Regions from separate parts of the Gossypium hirsutum genome. Here region 1 is linked to region 2. The links are chromatin contacts, called in public Hi-C maps. All regions are on one chromosome and are shown on one strand. Each heading gives the region's core, a stretch centred on a gene start, on an enhancer-like site or on the middle of the called end of the contact. The rest is flanking DNA. Distances are from core to core; before and after follow the strand shown.

Region 1 (3,400 bases), core at 126-2,625, 190 kb before region 2:
ATATTACCGGCATTTTTAAATTTAGTTTATGGGTTATGGTTTAAGGTTTAGGATTTAGAGTTTATGGCTTAGAGTTTATGGTTTGGGGTTTAGGGTTTAGGGTTTGGGGTTTAGAGGTTGGGTTTAGGGGTAAATATGGTGAACTACTTAATTAACTTGTATATCTTGGATTTTTTATAATATAAATCTAAATAAGATAAATATAAATTATTATTTTAAAAAATATATATATCAAAATGGGATAAATCCCAAAAGAATACATGAACAATGGTTTAGTGTGCAATGGGTTAAATCCCAAAAGCATAAATTATGAATACAATTATTGATATAACATCATTTTATATTTATATATTGCATACATAAATATTTATATTTATTCAATATAAAAATATATTGATGTATTTATTTTTTAAAATATGTATGATTAAATCAAAATTAAAGTTTCAACTATACATTTAAACCACAATTTGAATTTCACGTCTACAATTACACATTAAACCAAAATTCATATATAATTCTGAGATGTATCTCTATCAAAATTTAGGTGTATACATATAATTAAATATTTAATTATGGTTTAAGGGTTGGGGTTAAGGGTTTAGGGTTTAAGGGATATGGGTTATGATATAGTGTTTATTATTTTGGGGTTTAGAGTTTATGATTTAAGATTTAAGGTTTAATGCTCATGGTTTAGGGGTTTAGGGTTTATGATATAATGTTTATTATTTTGGGTTTAGAGTTTTTGGTTTTTGGTTTTATGGTTTTTTGTTTTATAGTTAGGGTCGTAGTACTGGTCATGGTTTTAGGGGTTAAGCTATTAAGGTTTAAGGGTTAGGGTTTTTGATAAAATAACAAAAATCAAATTATTTTAGGGTTTAGGTAAGCAATAAGAATCTTTTTTAATTGCTTTTATCCGTTGTAATATATATATTTAGGGTTTAGGGTGTAGGTTTATGATTTGGGGTTTAAAATTTAGGGTTTACTGTTGAAAAATTGAAGCAACATTTCGATTTTACTGCGAAAAAATTTGAAAGTAAAAACATAGAAAAATACATGTCAAAAATGAAAAAAAATACTATTAATTAAAATAATTTTAAAGTTTTTTTAGGTATATGACTGATTTTTTTAATTTATATATTAATTAATTTCTTATAAAATTGTAAAGAAGATAATATTTATTTTAATATATTAAAATTATCAATATAGTTTAAATTATTTAAGAAATAATGATAAAGTTTATATGTATTAAAACAAAATAAGGAATTTTTAACGAAGCAAAACGGTGCCATTTTGTGTAAAGGAGAATAACTTTTCACGGCCACAAAAAGTCTTACATAAAACGACACCGTTTTGTTACCCACAATGCCTTAAGACTTTTTCCCAAAATCGGTTCCTCCCTTCGCCCCGAAATCCCAAAATTTGGCATGAAATATCTTCTTTTTTCCCTCCTTTCTTTTTCCCAAAATCGGTTCCCTCCCCCTCCCCAAAGAAATCCTAAAACTTTGCCTGAAATTTCTTCTCTTTTTTTTCCCCATTTTATTTTTCCCAAACCATTTCTCCCCTACCCCGATTCCCTTTATTTTTTCCCCCAGTTTCCCCAAATCGATAGCCCTCTACATCTCCGTCGGTAGCCCGCGGCTATATCTCCGTCGACATATGCGGTCAAGTATATTAAAAGAGGACCCAAGGTACGTGCTAGGATTTTCTTTTCTTTTCTTTTCTTTTTCCTTTCATTTCATATTTACAATTCTGATTTCTACGGTTAATGTTCATGATCTTGTATCTGTTTGCATTTTCTTTTTATTCATGGGCTAAATTGGGCTCCTTTTTTCTTGTTTAGACTCAATGGATTGATTTCAAGGGTTTCTTTTACTATACAGATAGATGAACATGTGCAGAGGGAGATTATGAACCATAGGTCTTTAAAGCATCCAAATATAATTAGATTCAAAGAGGTATATATCTATATAATACTGATTTCACATTTTAAATTACTTGTTGAATTCTGCATTTAGTTGATTATAATTAGATTCAAAGAGGTATATTATTCTTTTGTAAATAATTTGTTATATTTTGTTAACATATTGCTAAATCGATTATGTGTATTGAAGAAGCAAATCTGTCTTAAAAAATGTGCTCATTATGTATGTATATATGAGTGAATGATGATGACTTACTCTAATTTGTTTGAAATCGAAATTCATTTTGAATTGCACTTTCTTGATGCACCAGTAAAATCAGGAGTCAACCGATAATTGCTTGGCATTCTAAGGCTAATCTTTGGGCACTTAATTTGGTTAATTGGCATTTTAACGCTGACAAGTTAAACTTTAGGTTTGGTTTATGAGAGATTGGGTTTGGGGATTAGGCCTCTTTTGGCGAATATAAAATTTTATGTTAAACATGTTATAGTTGTTGATGTTATTTTTATGCATCATTGGAACAGATATTGATATTATCTGGTTGCAATCTTCTGCAGTGACTACCTGTTCAAGCTTCTGCTTATTGGAGATTCTGGTGTTGAAAAATCTTGTCTTCTTTTGAGATTTGCTGTAAGTTTCTTGACTTACGTTGTCATTTGAAAGTAAATGTCTACATTATAGAGATCTATTTTCCTTGTCGTACATTCTTAGGTTCTTATATGATTGCCCTGAATGCTTATATCCATGTATGATGTTAGATTGTAATAATGATTCATTAAAAAGTTTTACTGCATATAACATGTGTCTTGAGAGAGTAAAATGTGAACTTCACGAGTTTGGACATAGACAGTTGTGGCCTCAGAATCTTGTCACTATATTTAGTTGTATATCAAGATATCAAACATGTGGAATTTTGGATATTCCCAGATGGTTATGCAGGACAAAATCATGAATCTATGATTTTGTAATTTCTTTTATGCAGGATGATTCATATGTAGAAAGCTACATAAGCACCATTGGGGTTGATTTTGTAAGTGAACAGTCCTTGGTGCTAACTTGACCTCTAACTCCCAAAACTTATAGCAATTATTCTAACCTCTTTTGATTTCATTTTCTTTTTTGGTAGAAAATACGTACTGTGGAGTAGGATGGGAAAACCATTAAACTTTAAATTTTATGTTTTTACATGCTTTATCTTTGATTTGTTTCTTTGAAAATTTTCTAACCTATGTTGTTCCGAGTAATGCTCCTAATAAGAGAACGAGTTGTCTACTCAGTTTCTTCTTTGGCTGCTATTTTTTCCCTTTCTGTATATTTTCATTTTATAATTAGTCTTAAGAAGTTACTCTTAAATCTTGACACATAATTTTGGCTTCATGATGATAACTAATTAGTTTGCTTATGGTTCAATGTGCAGTGGGATACTGCTGGACAAGAACGGTTTAGGACAATCACTGGTAGCTACTACCGTGGTGCCC
Region 2 (3,126 bases), core at 575-3,074:
AAAATGAGAAGTTTATGGACTTCTCCCTGTACATTTCATGGGCAACAAGCTTATCGACCAGAACATGTCCCGAAAGCCATGCATAAAGCTCTAACAAACCTTTCTCTCTACCATAACAACTGTGCTCTGAAATTGCATCAACATCTATGGATGACTTCACAGTTGCACTAGAATAATGCTTCCTAGTGGCTTTTCCAAGATTTATCAAACTGAAGGAACACCTCAAGAAAAGAAAAATGGCCTGTCTTTGTAAATGGCGAGAGTGCATGCTATGCACCTCTCCATCAAAATTACTTAACATAAAAGGAGAGTCCTCTAGAGAATCATCCTGATTCATGACATCAGTTAAAGGTTGATACAAAAGGTCTTCAAAGTATCTATGGAGAAGCTGCAACCAGGAAACAAGAACCAAAAAATCTAGGGGTATTTGTAAACTAAGTCTGATCATCAAAACCTGCAAAATGCTTAAGTCAATCAAATTAGACTGCTTGTATGTGAAAGTAAAACAGGATTGGTTAGCAGCAAAACATCTACATTCACATACCAATAATTTGTGGCTGAAGTACCGAGAGATGCACGTGTTGACACATTTGCCTTCCTTGCGAAGGCACCAATATAGAAGTTTAGGCACTAGGTTGATAATTTTGGAAAGAATCACATTCTTATCTAGGGAATCGTCTAACCCTTCCGCAAAACTAATTTGGTCAACAAATGAAGATAGTAGCTGAATAAAATTCCCCAAGAACAAAGTATTCCGTTCATCATCTTCACCACCATTTCCACCAAAGATCTCGTCCATTGAATCCCAAGGCACATTCGAAATGAAAAAGCTTATCGAATTTAAAAGCACAAGAACAAGCTCATCATCACACTCTTCCTTCAAAAACTTCAGTATATTTCTTAATGTGCGGATAATTCCAGCTACTGTAAACAAGCTGGTATTTTTCAACTTAGATTTAAATAAACCTACAAGATTCAATAAGTCAGAACCAGAACCTCCAGCTCCAGTTATTGAAGGTTCAAAAGAACACGAAGATATGTTCGAGATTGATAATTCTAAGCATATAGAGAGCGAATGGATAAAAAATTCCCAGGTTTTTACCTACAATAACAAGAAAAGAACCTAATAAAAAGGAGGGAAAAAACAAACTTCAAAGTTATAAATAAAATCTTTAAATTGATTAACATACAGATGAGGCTAGAAATTCAGAGAAGGTAACGAGCACATTGCCAGCTAAATGTTGAACGTATAGGCTTTCCAGAGTTAACAAAGGAATCTGAAAGGAAAATTTGAGAATTAATGTGATTTGGCGATTTGGGATTTCAAGAAAAAACTACAAAAATTAACAAAATAGTAAAGAAAAAGAAAGTACCAGGTGAGATATTGATTTGGATAAACAATGGGGGTTTTGTGAGTTTGGGTTTAATGGAGAAGATATGTGAGCCGACGGAATCAAGCGGCGAATTTCATTTGAGACCTGAAAATAGAACCAGACAATAGAGTTAAGTAATGAAAGGAGGTTCAATGTAGGAGTTTTAGAGAAGAAGAAAAGAGGGGAACCTGAGAGAGAATGAGAAGAAGGTTTTTCTCTTCTTGTTTGCTGAAAGACAAATTCTCTGATACCTAACATAGCAAAAGTAATAACAATAAGATTAAAGAGAAAGAAAATGAAGGGGAAATTGAAATTTTGGAGGAGAATGGAACGGACGGTGAAAGGATGGAGAGAATCGTTGATCAGACGGCAGATACGAATAAATTGAGACTCAGTGAGCGACGGTGAAGACATTTTTTTACCCATTTTTCTTAAAGAACCGCAATGTTGTATTTATATACAAGTGTAAAATTACCAAGTTGGGCAAGTTTTATACTTTTATTGAATTCATTGTCTTTCTTTAATTTAGGAATCAAATTGAAAGGAAAACAGTAAATCCAACCCAATTTTTCATCTTCGGTAATGTTATTTTAGTTATTTATTTACTCATTCATTTATTTCTAAGAACAGGGTTTGAGGATCGATCCACGACACAGAATTGTTTGGGGGACCGAACACTGTACTTAGGATTGATTCAGTTCATAGAGTTGCAGAACTGAGAAACCTCCTTGGCCGCGTGCATGCTACCGTCATACGAAAGCTGCTATCTAGCGTCCCTCGTACAAAAATGCAGCTCCATAACAACAGTCAAAAAAGCGCGTCAACTCCACGCTTTCCTACTGACCACCTCCACAACATGCCTCCACTTCCCGTCCCCCTACCTCCACAACAACCTTGTATCTATGTACTCTCGATGCAACTCCCTTTCAGATGCCAAGAAAGTGTTCGATAAAACTCCCCATAGAAATGTAGTTTCATACAATGCGCTCATTTCCGCGTATTCTCGATCTGTAAACCATGCTAATTTAGCCTTTGGATTGGTTTCCCAGATGGGTTTTGAGTATTTAAGGCCTAATGGTGCCACATTCACGAGCTTGTTACAAGCTGCTTCATTGGTTCAGGATAGATTGATTGGTTCGTCGCTACATGCTCTTCTTCTGAAGTCTGGATTTCTAGGTGATGTTTGTGTTCAAACTTCGTTACTTGGGATGTACTCGAATTTTGGGGATTTGGTATCTGCTAATGAAGTTTTTGCTGGCATAGATGGCAAGGATGTCGTTTCTTGGAATTCTACAATATTTGGATACTTGAGGAATGATAAGATAAAGGAAGGGCTGGCTCTCTTTTTTGATATGATGAAGTTTGAGGTTTTTCCAACTCCATTTACCTATTCCATGGTGTTAAATGCTTGCGGTAAGTTGGGAAATTATGAGTGTGGGAAAATTATCCATGCCCGAGTTGTCGTTTCTAATATAGTAGTTGATTTACCTTTGCAAAATGCCTTGCTTGACATGTATTGCAATTGTGGTGATATTGAAATGGGGTTGAAGGTTTTTAGCAGGATTCAAAACTTTGATTTGGTTTCTTGGAATTCAATGCTCGCGGGATTGGCAGAGCATGGAGATGGCATAAGAGCCATGGAGCTGTTTGTTGAGTTGAAGGGAATGTATTTTCTTAAGCCTGATGAATACACTTTTGCTGCTGTCATTTCTGCAACTAGTGCACTCTTGGCATCTGATTATGGGAAGCCCCT

What was found. A called contact is a pair of places that touch in the nucleus more often than the background predicts.
Region 1: a Hi-C map of petal shows a contact between it and region 2, with 2.3 times the contacts expected there. The contact joins the promoter of LOC107933116 here to the promoter of LOC107933052 in region 2. A contact is called at or near these places in 2 of 34 Hi-C or Micro-C datasets (leaf and petal).

Annotation. Positions count from the first base shown.
Region 1 is chrA12:18,172,476-18,175,875 of Gossypium_hirsutum_v2.1, reverse strand. LOC107933116 (ras-related protein RABD2a) reads left to right here and starts at 1,375. Exons shown (of 6, transcript XM_041082556.1): 1 at 1,375-1,688; 2 at 2,480-2,552; 3 at 3,340-3,400. The coding sequence starts at 1,657.
Region 2 is chrA12:17,984,783-17,987,908 of Gossypium_hirsutum_v2.1, reverse strand. LOC107933052 reads right to left here and starts at 1,824. Exons shown (of 13, transcript XM_041084258.1): 1 at 1,710-1,824; 2 at 1,562-1,624; 3 at 1,374-1,478; 4 at 1,191-1,277; 5 at 545-1,102; 6 at 1-454. The coding sequence starts at 1,799. It overlaps LOC107933042 (pentatricopeptide repeat-containing protein At3g50420), which reads left to right and starts at 1,924. Exons shown (of 1, transcript XM_016865193.2): 1 at 1,924-3,126. The coding sequence starts at 2,114.